Regions from separate parts of the Delphinus delphis genome. Here region 1 is linked to region 2. The links are chromatin contacts, called in public Hi-C maps. All regions are on one chromosome and are shown on one strand. Each heading gives the region's core, a stretch centred on a gene start, on an enhancer-like site or on the middle of the called end of the contact. The rest is flanking DNA. Distances are from core to core; before and after follow the strand shown. Region 1 holds the start of MYBL1 (MYB proto-oncogene like 1). Region 2 holds the start of ADHFE1 (alcohol dehydrogenase iron containing 1).

Region 1 (7,116 bases), core at 1,324-3,823, 170 kb after region 2:
CACAACACCAAATAAACCTTTTCCTTTATGTAAATCCAGATCAGAGATACTATAGCTACCTTAAAGATCAAAAGAGCTAACATCCTTCAGTTGTTTAAACCTGAGGTAACATTTTTTACTTTTTTTTTTTTCAGATCATACAGGAGAGGTTATTACAGGATTTATGCCTGTAGTTTTATGCAAAACTTTTATACAGCGAGTATAGTTTTCAATCAAATACTTAAATGGTTGTATAGTGGAGATTTTAAAGTGACTGAATTATGTCCTTTTTCATTCAACTATAAATTAGGTTCATATTTATTATTAAGATATTTAGTTAAAGGCATGAGACTAGACTTTGCCCAATAGATTATTTATCCTTCAAAACATTTCACATCCTATTATTTTCTAAGATAAATAAGTCATATTTACCTATACAAGAAATATAATTTAGAGCACAAAACACATTCAAGTATGAAGACCCTAAGAAATACACCATTCACAGATGATAATTCCTCATCACATCTTCTACCTGTATACTCCCATAGGGAGTGTAGCTTCACCCCACCACATTTAACTACTCCAGACTTATGACTCTTTCAATCATTCTGTAATACATTTCAATTAATTTATACAGTTGACAGGAATAAAAGTCAACAGTGCAATTAATGTTTAGATCTCAAAGCTCACAGTATTGTCAATAAAACAACTTATACAGGCAAATTAATCATTAAATCACTTCTTTCTTAGCCTATTATTATGAAGCATATGCAAATTATGGACAGAAAAACTAACTGGAGAAGGCAGGGTTCTGACATTCAAGCATCCATGTCTAACCATAACTAACTGCTAATGACAGAATTAGCCAAGAAACTGTTTCAAATAAGATTAACATCAATACTGATAAGTAGATAATGCCACACATTGAATATAAACTAACTCCTGTTATTGACTTGACAACATTCACTTGTCACCTTGCTTAATGAAGGTATATTTAAAAATTCAAAAGAAAAGGCCTAAATCAATACCTCAGTAATTATAGTTACAGGAGATTTTAATATCTATCTTTTCTGAAGACTGAGAAGTCAGTCAGGTCCTTGATGTTCTAGAGTAATAATTCTCACCTGGGTGATTCTGGCCCCCAACAGACATTTGGTAATGTCTGGAGACATTTTTGATCGTCACACCTGGGGGAAGTGGGGTGTTACTGGCATCCACCGGGTAGACGCCAGGGATGCTGCTAGACATTCTACAAAGCACAGGACAGTACCCCTCCCACCCCGCCTTCCCAATACAAAGAATTATCTGATCCAAAATATCAAGTGCCTAGGTTGAAAAGCCTCTTCTAGAGAAGTGTGTGTGTGTGTGTGTGTGTGTGTGTGTGTGTGTGTAAATTTGTTCCACCTCAAGAGTTTGATCTATTCTGTAGTTGCTACAAAGTAATAATCTAACAAAGACTTAACTACATTCTATGCTGATTTCTGCAAAAGATACCTTACATGCAGCAGATACTTAATAAATGAAGAGCAACAAATACTATGTGTACTTATTGCCAATTTTTAACAGTAATCTGCAGTGAATGAAGCTAGTACTAAATTTCAACTTGGGAAATACACCTCCAGTTGAGACTTTGAGGCTGTGGATCTAGATAAATAAAGCCATTTGGAAATCCTGTCAAACATCTTTTCATGTTTATTTAATAATACTGACAACTAAAAGATACTGTAGTTTTTTGTCATCTAAGTAATTCCTACACACAATTTAGGAGTAGTTACTATAATGACATAAATAAAAATGAGAAGCGTAAATTCATCCTAGCAAGTTTTCCAAAAAAACATGCCCTACTCTTTGCAACACTTAGGCACAGTCAGAGCCCAACAGACACACAAAATATTAAGTGACTCAAACACATTGTTTTATTTTAAGATCAAGCTCCTGGTGGTAACAGTGTGGCATCTTCCCAGTAGAAGATATTAAAAATACATACATAAAGCTGAGAACATGGGTATGGTAATTACAGTAAACATCAAAAAAGGTCCTCTCTCCTCAGCTATTCCTCAGAGGACTTCCACACCTTTCAAGGGAGCAAAGACGGCAGAAGGGTCCCCACCCAGGTTTATCACAAAGTTCCTATTTTTAACTGGCCCAGGCATTCAGAGAAAAAGAGGCCCTCTGAACACCATTTTCAGGTCGTCCAGGCAGGACACTTCCACTTTCATCTGCGGAGCGTATTCCCTGAAAGCGCACAGACTTACCTGTCAACTCCCACCAAGAAGTGGCTGTGAACGTTTGGGGGTCTGGATGTGCGCTGTGGGGAGAGTCGACTCAAAAGAGCAACCTGGGCATCTGTTAGTCACTTTCTGAGTCTGAAACACACTGGTCCCCAACTCCACACGTCACGGCTGCGCTGAGGCCAGCGGGCCGAAGTGGCTGTGGAGCAGCGGGAAGAAAACCTCTGCCCCGGCTGGGGAGGGCCTGGTGCGGAAGCAGCGGGAAAGGAAAGGGAATCTGAGCCGACACTGTGCCGACGGGCCCGGGCGAAAGGGATGTCACCCACCTGCGCGACCTCTTCGCCATCCTTCAAGTACCGCATAGGCGCGGGCTGGGCGGGGACGCAGTTCAGCCTCCTCCAGCCTCAGGCTAATGCTCCTTCTCCCCGACCCTCCCTCCGCTTCCCTCTCCGAGGTCCCTCTCCGCGGCGACCGAGTGCGGAACGCACGTCCCCGGCAGGGCAGGACAGAAGGACTGAGGCGCGGACCGCGACCCGCCCCCGGTCCGTAGCGCCGCTCCTAGCCCCGGCCCGGCCCGGTCACGGATGCCCCCAACATGTCAGCAGGCGCGCTCCCGCCCTCCGCCGGCCCCTCCCGCCACCTCTCAGCCTCCTCGCCGCTGTCCCAGCGCGGCTCCGCCGCGGGCGCCGACCCCCGCCCTCTCCCCGCAGCGAACTGCCCGGCAGGGATCACAGCCTCCTGCAGGGTTTTGTCCGCACCGCCGAATCTCGCGCCCAGCCTCCCTCAAGAGCCGCCGTTTGAATCTGCGCACGCGGCCCCGAATCTTATTGGCTGTGGCGGCCGCACGCGGGGGGACGAGGGCGGGGCGGGGAGAGCGCGCGCGACTGCGGGCGGGGGCTGGGGAGCTGGAAGTCGGGACTGGAACCCGCGGGAGTCGGGGAAGGAGCTGGGAGCCAGGGGGTGGGGCCGCAGGCCAGGCTCGCGGGTCCAGCAGTGACAGGACCCGGAGCGCGCAGAGCGCCGCACCCGAGGGGGCGGGACGCCGAGGGCAGCGCGGGGCCTGCTGGGAAAGCGAGTTCCAGGCTCGCGGAGAGGCGTGTCCGGAAGCGGCGGCGGGAGCCCAAACTTCCCGGGGTGAGCGGACGGTGTCCCTGAGGGTTGAGCTGTCCCGCCAGGGCATGTCCCCGCAGCCTTCTCTCGGCCTCAGCTCTTCAGTCCTCGGGTGCATCCCTCCTCACTAGTTAGGAGGCTCGGTCTTCGGACTTGAGACAAATCTAACCATAAAATTTGCGCGGCCGTTATTGTTTAAGCAAAACTGCGAGTTATTTTTGCCAAACGTCGTAGCTGCTGAACTAGCGAAGACCGTAGCAGGAAACCGAATATCAAGAATGAGCAGGAGTGTGACAGGTGAAAAAGTTTTTAGCTGGACACGTGCTTGGAACTGAAAAGGGAAATAATCCGGGTCGGCGGCTGGTCTCCAAAGTGCTTAATCTCCTCCCCGGCTCTACGGGAAGTAGCTGCTGTGCGCGGTGAAGGAGCCCTGATCCGGGAGAAGAATGCAGGAAGACCGGAGCGGACTGGGAATTTCGCCCAGACAAATGAGTACGGTCGTCAACAGTAGAAGGTGACCTTCCTTCTCAGGAGAGACAGGAGGACGGGGCAACTGCACTGGAGGAGCTTCTGGCAGTTAAAACTACTCTAGAGGTTTCAAGTCTAATAACTACAAACTGCTCAGTTCAAGTAGCGTTAAAATAGATTAACTACAGTAAGGATTAGAAATGGTAAAGGATACAAATTTGCAAGGTAACATGCTCTACTGCATGGAGCACGAAACCACAGGTTAATATTGTAACAAACTTACATTTTGCTATTTTGAAAGTTTACGCATCAATTTTTGCAAATAAGAGACGCAGGTGCAAATGTGAATTAAGAGGAGCTTGCATGCACTACTTTTAAAACTTAAAACACCTGCCTTTTTATAGTTCCTTTTTCTCAAGGTATGGGTTCTGGGAAGGTAAAACAGCTTTTCTTTCAAATCATTGCTGGCTGTGTTGCTAGTTAACTTAAAAAAAAAACTAATTTAGAAAGTAATGTCGTTTGAAAACAGTGTTTTCTTTACTCTTGGGTCACACATCACTCCGCTTATTTACATCCTAACAGGAAGCGGAATTTCTACTATATTTTAGGCTGTAGTCTAAAAGGTATACAGAATACGTTTTTAGAGCTTGAAGAGAGTTGTTTTAGATTTTGACAGCAAACTAAGTTCCTCTCATTTTAGAGATAGAGAAAAACATAATTCCTCAGAAAGATAACATCGCAAATTCATTTAAATTAGTTACAAAAAAAACCAAAGTGTGGAATTAAAGTGGTTCACAGTCATTTGAATACACATACTCAAATATAACCTGTGACTTGCGTTTTTTTAATCAAAATATATTTAATAAAGAATTTTAATTCAGAGAATATAAAGAAATCTCAAAACTCAATAATGAGAAAAAAAAAGAAGCAATAAAAAGGGCAAAAGATTAGAGCAGACACTTCACCGAAAAAGATAAGTAGCATGAAAAGATGCTCCACATCATTAATCATTAGAGAAATGCAAAGTAAAACCACAATGAGGTACTACTACACAGCTATTAGAATGGGGGGAGGGGGACTGTAAAAAGTGTTGGCGAAGATGAAGATGCTGAGCAAGTATAACTTTTCATACACTGCCGGTAGGAATGCAGCTGAAACAGCCACTTTGGAAAACAGATGTTTACAGTGGCTTTATTTGTAATCACCAGAAGCTGAAAACACAAGGAACTTTGTCATGCATTTACTCCTCAGCCCCCAAGAGTTAGTTTTGAATAGTCTGTTAATGCTTCTCAAGTCTTTCCACAGAGGTATAGGGGGGAAAACCAAGGGGAGACAGGGGTTGGGGGCAAGTGCTGGAAATTTCTTTGAAAACTCATTTTTTATATTTAAAAATGAGTTTTTAAATTATTTACTTTCTTACTCCAAATCTTTAAATAAATTGCCTCATTATTATTAAATAAATGAGCAGAAGGTTCACCATGCTCATCCTTCACATGACTGCACCAGCTTCTTATCCTCCTGCAAAGGCCAAATACTCCAGAGGTTTGCTAACTTAGTTTGAAAAGCTTATGCTGGTTTAATATAGTACCTAATAGACTATAGTTTTCATAGAGCTGTATCAACCATTCCCATAAGTAGATTTTTGTCTGTTCTATTTATTGTTAGATCCCCAGTCCCTAGAATAGTGACACACCCAGATGCTCAATAAATATAACTGTAGAATGAATGGAAAAATATAAATAAGTGCATTAAGTAAATATTTATGCTTACAGGGATGTAACAAGTACAAATTAAACCAGATTTGAAACACGATTTTATGACTACTAAGGTAGCAAAATTTTTCGAAATCCTGCCAACAAAGTTTGAATAATTCCTTGATGTTAGTATTGAAACTGGTATAATCCTTTTGGAAAGCAATACCAAGCAAAAGCTGTAAATGTGTGCACAGCCTTTGACAAAAATTTAAAATATAATTCAATACAAGCAAAAAAGATGTGCTTGAGTGCTTATAGTAGTGTATTCCATTAGAACCCCAGTTTGGAAGCATTCACATTTTGAGGCTAGTTTAAATGGTTCATCAGCAGGAAAAAACAATTATATAGCCAATAAATATAGTGTAATATTAAGACAATGCCATTAAATGGCTGTTACACTACTAGGCCCTTCTACGTGCTTTGCATGCATTAGTCTTTGGTAATAGCCACAACTTCTATAATTGTAACAACCCTATGAGGTAGGTACCGTTACTTTCCTCCACTTTATAAATGAGGAAAATTGGGCACAAGGAAATAGCACAAGTATGGTATGTAAAACTTGTCCCAATATTGATAATGCTAAATAAATATGCCTTGGCAGAATAATGAAACCATATATTATGTATTTGATATGAAAACCAAAATCAGGTTTAGAATGCTACTTTGAATACATAAATGTATGGTCCAACATCTGTCTCCCCACCACCAATATATTTTGCTAATCTGTACATTTAGGGTGCTATTTTAAATTTGATGGGAATTATAAATAGAAACCATACTAACATAAGCAGCTATAGAATTCTTAGGTTGGCTTTTAAAGGCAAAAGTAAGGGTGGTTGAACTGCAAGAAAAAAAAAATACTGTAAGAGAAAAAAAAATGTTTTAAAGTGTCCCAGTTTCAACCCAATATTCCTTGCTCTACCCTTTTCTGGTAGATAGACTAATGGCCCCCCAAATATGTCCACGTCCTAATCCCCAGAACCTGTGAATATATTACCTTAATGGCAAAAGGGACTTTGTAGATGTGATTAAATAAGGATCTTGACAAGGGGAGTTTGGAATATCTAGGTGGACCCGATGTAATCACAAGGGTCCTTAAGAGTGGAAGATGGAAGCAGAAGAGTCTGAGGAGATTGAAGATGCTATGATGTTAGCTTTGAAAATGAAGGAAGGGGTCATGGGCCAATGAATGCAGGCAGCCTTTAGGAACTAGAAAGTCAAGGAAACCGATTCTCCCCTAGAGCCTCCGGAAAGGAACACAGCCCTGCTGACACCTTGACCTTAGTTCAAGGACATCCCGTTTGCACTTCTGACATCCAGAGCCTTAGAATAATAACTTTGTATTTTTTAAAATTGTGTTTATTTTTGGCTGCATTGGGTCTTCGTTGCTGCGCGCGGGCTTTCTCTAGTTGCGGCGAGCGGGGGCTACTCGTCCTTGTGGTGCGCGGGCTTCTCATCGCGGTGGCTTCTCTTGTTGCGGAGCACGGGCTCTAGGCGCGCGGGCTTCAGCAGTTACGGCTCGCGGGCTCTAGAGCACAGGCTCAGTAGTTGTGGCGCACGGGCTTAGTTGCCCC
Region 2 (7,681 bases), core at 5,019-7,518:
ATGCAGCTGGAAGCCAGGGGCAGGAGCAGAGTGGAGAGAGTACCGGGAGAAGTAGACAGAAGAGTCCCAGTCTAGGGGTGAGGTCACGGCAGTGGGAATGAGAAAGGAACAATACAGAGACAAATTTAATAGGACTTTTAGACCAACTGAATTTAGAGATGGGAAGAGAAAAGCCAAGGATGACATCATAGGTTCAAGTCTTGCTAGACTAGAATGGATGATTACATCAACTGAGCCTGTTTTTACTAACCGTTGTATTCCCAACGCCCAGCACAGTGCCTTGGCCATGAAAAACCTTCTATAAACATTTGTTGGAGGGGAAAAAAGGTGGATGGATGATGGAAGAAGCAAATTTTCAGGAAGATGATGTGGTATGTAGTCTTAGACACATTGAGTTTAGAGTATGGTAGAAGAGCCCAGCAGGTGGTTGGAGATTTGAGTCCAGTGCTCTGAAAAGGAAAGGGAGAAAGATGTACCTCTAAGAATCATCTGCACAGAAGTGGCAGCTGACACAATGAGAGTGGATGAAATGGCATAGAGAGCAGGTATAAAGAGAAAAGAAGTGGGGTCTGATGACCAAACTGGGGATCTATCTGCAATATGGGACAAAGGAAGAAAGACAAAGGGAAAAACCAACAAAAGGAAATGACAATATTTACAACCCTTTGCCGTACTGTTATAGTATATTCACATATATCTGCACATCCCTGGTAAGCTCTCTTTTTCTTACCACTGCACAATCTTGCCCAGCATAAAGATGATACAAATGCAAGCTGGAGACTACCACATACCTATCTGCCTCAATAAGGTATTTTTTAAAGCCCCAATCCTAGTCTTACTAGTTTTGCTCACCTTGAATCTAACAGCCAACATTAATCCCTTTTTAATTTAGAAATTAGGCTTATTCTTTCAAGCAATCATGTACTGAACACCTATTATGTATCCAGCACTATACTCAGCAAAGTGGAAGTAAAAATCAGTCTCTGGTCATCAAGGAATTAAAATCGACTTGGATTATAAAGAAACACTTGAGCATAAAACAACTAAAGTTCGGTTAAGAGCTGACCTATATGATTTGAACCAAATAGCATTTCATCCAGTGAGAATACCATTCAACGCCTATCGACATCTGCTCTTTCTTTTCCCTAACTCAGAAGATTGACAAAGGAGCTAAATTCTACACAGCTGTACTTCCTATTTAAGGCCCAACCATGCCATATTGTAAATTTCTCTTAACCTTTCTTTCTTCCCCACTGTTCCATAAGGTCTCGTTAATCTTTGTATCTAGTGTCTCAAACATGGCAGTCATTCAAATGTTTGTTAAATGAATGAATGAATCAGAAGCTAAGCCGAGCCCAGAACAGCCATAGCAGTGTCCTTAACACTCTCCTATGGCAAATCCCAAATGCTTTAAGGGTCAAGGAAGTTACCTAACATTACCTTTGACCTAGCCTTGGCCCCATGGGATGACTGGTATTAAAAACTTGGTGTTGAGCATTAAGACAAAGGCTCAGAAAAACCCCAGCAAATCTTAAAATGCTTTTAGAAAAGAGGAAGAAAGAATATTAGAGCCCAATTCCTGAGGCATAAAATGTGCTCACTAAATGTTTGATGAGTGAATGAACAAAGGAGAGCTGAGGAAAGCCAATGAGCTCAAGAAGAGACCAAACTCAGGGGGGCAGGTGTGATAGGTGGGGCTGTACCTAAAGCCCTCTCTAGCTGACGCTCAACTGAATCTATTTCCTAACTAACAGCTATTATGTCCATTTCTATGGATTAATTCTCCAGCTAACCCCTTCTTCACTAATCCCAACTTCCCATTAAAGGAAAACAAATCCTATAAACCACACAATCATCAGTGCCTCCTACACTGGACTGTACATATTCATCACCTCGATATTTTGTTAAAATGAAGGTTTTGAACCATTACATCTGAGGCCAGATGTAATGAGGCCAGAGATTCTGCATCTCTAACGAGTTCCCAGGTGATGCTATACTGCTGGTCTACAGACCACACTTTTCCAGCATGAAGAGCCTAGAAGACATTGCAGATAATATGTACGTAGTCTTAAAATCACAGTTAAGATAACTCCTGCTCCCACACTTCCTAGTTGTAAAATCTTAGACAAGTCATTTTACTGAGCCTGCCTTTGGAATATGGTGCTTACTAGGTACCAGGAACTAAGGCTTCAAATTTATCAACTTATGAATAGGACTTAAGTTAAACAACCTGTCCAATGTGGATACAATAAACCCAGATCTTATTCTAGGAGTTTGATTCAAGAACCTGGTGCTTAATCACTGTATAAGATTGCCTTTTCAGCACAGCTCCCAGAGCCATTATGAAGATTAAATAATAATTGGTACTTAGCTCACATTTACTGAGCACTCATAGGCTCCAGACCTCTGTGTAAGCTCCCTTGGGAGCATATTAACTCATTTATCTTCATGCCAGCCCTAAGAGGCAGGTACTATTAGTATCCCCATCGTACAGGTTTTAAAATAGGCCCAAAGAAGTTAAACAGCTTAAGGTCAAACACTAGTGCAGTCAAGGTCGGAATCCAGGCAGTCTCGCGGCAGAGCCCGGCGCTCTTTTGCCACAAGCCAGCAGAGGATGCGGCCCAGGGTTCCGGGGACCAGATATCAGCTCACCCACTCAGGGCGGTCTAACTGCCAGGTCCGCTCACTCCCAAAACAAACCAAGCCCTCGTCTACACGTAGCTTTACGTACATCTGTGGGAAGTGTCTTTCTCGGCCCACAACCCGGACCCCCATGAACAAGTCAGGGCTCTGGAGAAAAATAATTTGTCAGGTCCTAAGAAGAGCTGATTGGCTAAACATCTTGAGAACTGACTTACACTTAAACTGTAACACAGTTGCTCCGGGACCCCCTTAATCTGCGGCCCCCAAAACATGCACCGCAGGCTGGGCTCCGCGCGCCTACTCCGCCTACATCCGGTCTCGAGCCCAAGGGCCGCCTCTAATCCCATTTGCTCTCCAACACCGCCCTCTGCCGGCCTTCCCTTGGGTCGCCGGCATTGTGAGTCCCTTCCGGGTGTCCCGGAAGCGGAGTTTTCTCTTCCGGGACGAGCGTCTGGGCGACCGCACGTGGTAGTAGCGCCGGGGCTTGAACCTAGCTGGCAGAGAAGTGATTGCAACTGTCTTCCAGAGAGAGGGAGCCAAGCCGGAGCCATGGAGGGTCAGACCGTGGAGGAGCTGCTGGCAAAGGCGGAGCGGGACGAGGCAGAGAAGCTGCAGCGCATCACGGTGCACAAGGAACTGGAGCTGGAGTTCGACCTGGGTAACCTGCTTGCCTCGGACCGGAACCCTCCGACCGGGCTGCGGCACGCGGGACCCACGCAGGAGGCCGAGCTGCGGGCCCTGGCGCGGGACAACACGCAGCTGCTCATCAACCAGCTGTGGCAGCTGCCCACCGATCGTGTGGAGGAGGCGCTGGTGGCGCGGCTGCCGGAGCCCACCACTCGTCTGCCGCGCGAGAAGCCTGTGCCCCGGCCGCGGCCGCTTACGCGCTGGCAGCAGTTTGCGCGCCTCAAGGGCATCCGTCCCAAGAAGAAGACCAATCTGGTGTGGGACGAGGGGAGCGGCCAGTGGCGCCGCCGCTGGGGCTACCAGCGGGCCCGCGACGACACCAAGGAATGGTTGATCGAGGTGCCCGGGAATGCCGACCCCATGGAGGACCAGTTCGCCAAGCGGATTCAGGCTAAGAAGGAACGGGTGGCCAAGAACGAGCTGAACCGGCTGCGTAACCTGGCCCGCGCGCACAAGTTGCGGCTGCCTAGCGCGGCCGGCATGCACCCTACCGGACACCAGAGTAAGGAGGAGCTTGGCCGCGCCGTGCAGGTGGCCAGGGTCTCCACCGCCTCTGTGGGGCGCTTCCAGGAGCGCCTGCCCAAGGAGAAGGCGCCCCGGGGCTCTGGAAAGAAGAGAAAGTTTCAGCCTCTTTTCGGGGACTTTGCAGCCGAGAAAAACAGCCAGTTGGAGATGCTGCGAATAATGAACAGCAAGAAGCCTCAGTTGGACGTTACGAGGGCCACCAATAAGCAGATGAGGGAGGAGGACCAGGAAGAGGCGGCTAAGAGGAGGAAAATGAGTCAGAAGGGCAAGAGAAAGGGGGGCCGAAAGGGTCCCGGGGGTAAGAGGAAAGGGGGCCCGCCCAGCCAAGGAGGGAAGAGGAAAGGGGGCTTGGGAGGCAAGATGAATTCCGGGCGGCCTGGCTTGAGTGGCAAGAGAAAAGGAGGGCAACACCAAGGAGGAAAGAGGAGGAAGTAAATTTCACCCTCGGACCTGCTTGTAAACCGAGAACTGTACTTAATGTTAAGTTCTAGGTACAGTAGGGGGATACAGAAGATGGGGCCGCTGCCTGCAACGAGCTTCAGGTTAAAGGGCTAGGCTTGCCCTCCTCTGAAGATGGTTGTAAATGTTTGATTCGACAAATTAATGCATTTCCCACAGCCAAAACTTTTGCTGGAGATTAAAGGATGTATTTAAGGACATACGAATTGGAAAGAATTTGTGATAACTAGGAGTGAGTTCTGTTTTTAAACAGCCATTTTTTTCCTCTCTCTCTTTAAACTTTGGATGGGGTGTAAGGGAGAGAGCTGGTCGTATTTCAGAGACTTTTAATAGATTGGTATCTGCATTATTTTGATAACAAGCTTGTGTATTTATCAAAGGAGAGGGACAGAAAAGTTACATTTTCAGAACGGTTGTAAAGGTTATTTAATAAAAGTGTCTTATGTAATGTTGCTTTTAACTTTTTGGCTACTGGTACAAATCTTAAGTAAAGCTTGTGACCTGGATACCTGGCACAGATTACTTTAATTTACTTTCTAGAAAACATAGCAGCTAAATTATGATTTCAGTGAGACCACTTTTATTAGAAAAGCTCATACTTCTTTTGGTATCAGATATAATATTGAAAGTGTAGTACAACTGGTGCCTCTTCCAACACTGAAAACATTAATTTGCTGTAAATGATAAATTGGGGCTTCACTAAATAATAGTAATAATCCTCATTAATCCTAATTTTATACTTAAATCTTTATCAACATTTATGTCCCCAGTTTTTTTAAAGCTTCAAGTAGGTCTGTTTGGGGAAGAGAGAAAGAAACTCACAAAGTCCTTACTTGGAACATTATCTTTTGATTCATTTGTCAAATTTACCTGAGCTGGTTTGATTAGGAGGTGAAATGTTTACAGCTATTCTGGGTCTCTTTCCCTAATTGATGTCAGTAACTCATCTTTGTAAAAATACATATCTCCTGAAAAGGGTTCATAGTACATCTAGAATGGGGGGGTAGTGCTTTTTTGCTGCTGTTATAGGTCTGAGGAGCCACTCTTGCTTTTTGGTCTGACAATTGATAGGAAATTAAAATTGAGATCGTTTGTCTCTCATTTTTTCACTGTTGTCTCATCTTTGTTACTTTTAGAAATTGCTATGAAAGAAAAGATTAATTCAGATTTCATAATAGGTTACTAAAACACAGATGTTCAGTTGTTACTGTCTTAAAATACTTTGTGATAAAGTTAACTCTGCCATCATTGATCATTGTTTCCACCGGGACCTGGAAACTTGGAGCTGCTAAACCCTGGCCCTCCCTTCCCACATAACCGTGGAAACAACTACTGATAAAACCATTTAATGGTATCCTGAACAACTTCATCAAAAGCCAAACCATTCATAGACCATTTAACACCTTTTAAATTCTTCTCAACTGTCTGGGATTTTTTGTTTTTGTTACTGTTTTGTTTGGGAATTTTTCTGTCTTTTGTTTTGTGACTTGATCTAGCAGTTGGACACAATACTGGCCTTGTAAAAATAAAAAAAGACCCTCGGGCTTTTCGCAAAGTTCTTGTTTACCGTTAAAACAAATTTAAATGCAGTGTCTTAATTTATTCTGAAAATACTCTGAGAAGCCAAAATAGCAGTCAGAGTGGAAAAAGAATGCCCTTGTTTCTCCCTTTCCCCACGTCCCCAACTTGTGACATAGTTTATATAGAGACATAGGAAAGTACCCCAAATCCCTACGGAGCAGTTACCTGTGTGGCAATTTCAAAGGTGTATGGTGAGACTTTGCAGCTGGGGCAGTCGTAGTTCCGACTGGTGGGAAAATGGTCCTCTGCCAAGGGCTGTCGCTGGGGCCGGAGACCGCGGCGCGGGTGGGCGGAGGAGAGGCGGCGGCCGGGATTGGCCGGTGGAGGAGAGGCGGCGGCCGGGATTGGCCGGAGACGGAGGGGGCGGGGCCGCGGAGAGAAGCACTCCGCACAGCCATGGCCGCTCCTCGCGACAGGGTAGCGCACTTGCTGAGGCAACTGCAACGCGCAGCGTGAGTGCGGGCGGCGCGGGCTGGCGGGCAGGGGATCGGAGGGTGCGGCCGAGCCCACGCAGCCCCCGGGGAGCAACTCGCCCGGGCCGGCACGTTCTTCCTCGTGTCACTTTCGAGAATTTGGGGACCGGGTACCGCAGTGCGCGGCGGCCTGGACGGTGCTGTCTGCCAAGCAGCTAAGCAGCCAAACGGCCAAGCGCGGCGCGATAGGCTGCTTTTCCTCTGCCTGATCTGCAGTTTAGGAAAGTAAGGCCCAGAGAGGAGAGCGCCTGGTCCCAGATCTACGCAGGCAGCGGAGAGCTTGGAACAGTGACCCAGAGAAATGCATGTATACAATCAACACATATGTATCGGGTGTATGTAATGTGCCCAAAACTATTCTAGGTGCCGGGGATACAAAGACGAAAGACTCTGCAGCAAAGTCTAGCAGGGAATTGCATGAGCGGACAGGAGTGAAACGGGCCTCTGCAGAATGCAGCGGACAGAGGGTGTAGAAGAGAGAGGGATGAGAGAAATCACCAGGAGCTTGACTCCCTGGCATGTACAGGGCAGTCAGGGTATTAAACGTTATGACACGTCTGACTCGCCCTCCAGAAATGCCGGGTACATAGTAGCTGCCTGATAAATACTTGTTGAATGTGCAGGTGCACAAGTCCGCCTGGGAACACAGGGGGGGAAATGAGCTAACAGGTGGAGATAAATAGGGGGAAAGGAGGGGACTAGAGAGGAATTTCAGGCAAAGGGAAGAGCAACACCAGAGACAAAAGCCGTAGTTCCAGGATCTAAAAGTAGCTAAAGACTGGACCTACCATGATAGGAGGACGTGAGGAAAGAAAAAACAGATGGCGAAAGACCATGAATTAGAAAATAGCCAAATTTACTGGGCACTTACCAAGCACAGGGCGCTGTCCTACACACTTTACATGTACTACTACTAATAACTCTAATCCTTACAACAAAGCTATGCCAAGCTGTATTATTATCCTTCTATTACAGATAAAGAAATAAAGGCATGGAGAAAACTAATTTGCCCAGTGTCATACACTAAGCAAGTGGCACACCCATAATCTGGACCCAGGTGTTCTGGCTTCACTATCCTTGTTCTCAGTCCTATGCTAAGGAATTTTAATTGTGTCCTGTAGATAACAGAAAGCTGTTGAAGCAATAGTCCTCACTGTGAAACATACTCTTTAAGATGCCCCATGAAAAAAAGAATCCCATGGCCAGATAAGTTTGCGAAACTAACCAACTGCTGCATCACCCTGTGGAGAGTCAGGATATACGTCAGCACACGAAGGACACTGAGAGCTCCTGCAGGGAAGAAAAGAAACAAA

The links. A called contact is a pair of places that touch in the nucleus more often than the background predicts.
Region 1: a contact with region 2 is called in a Hi-C map of lung, with 3 times the contacts expected there. The contact joins the promoter of MYBL1 here to the promoter of ADHFE1 in region 2. A contact is called at or near these places in 2 of 3 Hi-C or Micro-C datasets (lung and muscle).

The regions. Positions count from the first base shown.
Region 1 is chr17:12,302,613-12,309,728 of mDelDel1.2, forward strand. MYBL1 (MYB proto-oncogene like 1) reads right to left here and starts at 2,574. Exons shown (of 16, transcript XM_060035162.1): 1 at 2,537-2,574. The coding sequence starts at 2,556.
Region 2 is chr17:12,128,166-12,135,846 of mDelDel1.2, forward strand. It overlaps ADHFE1 (alcohol dehydrogenase iron containing 1), which reads left to right and starts at 6,269. Exons shown (of 15, transcript XM_059994715.1): 1 at 6,269-6,347. The coding sequence starts at 6,292. It overlaps RRS1 (ribosome biogenesis regulator 1 homolog), which reads left to right and starts at 3,101. Exons shown (of 1, transcript XM_059994712.1): 1 at 3,101-5,852. The coding sequence starts at 3,193. The coding sequence ends at 4,290. It overlaps LOC132413046 (a long non-coding RNA gene), which reads right to left. Exons shown (of 3, transcript XR_009516587.1): 3 at 7,036-7,658. LOC132413045 (a long non-coding RNA gene) reads right to left here and starts at 2,966. Exons shown (of 3, transcript XR_009516586.1): 1 at 2,859-2,966.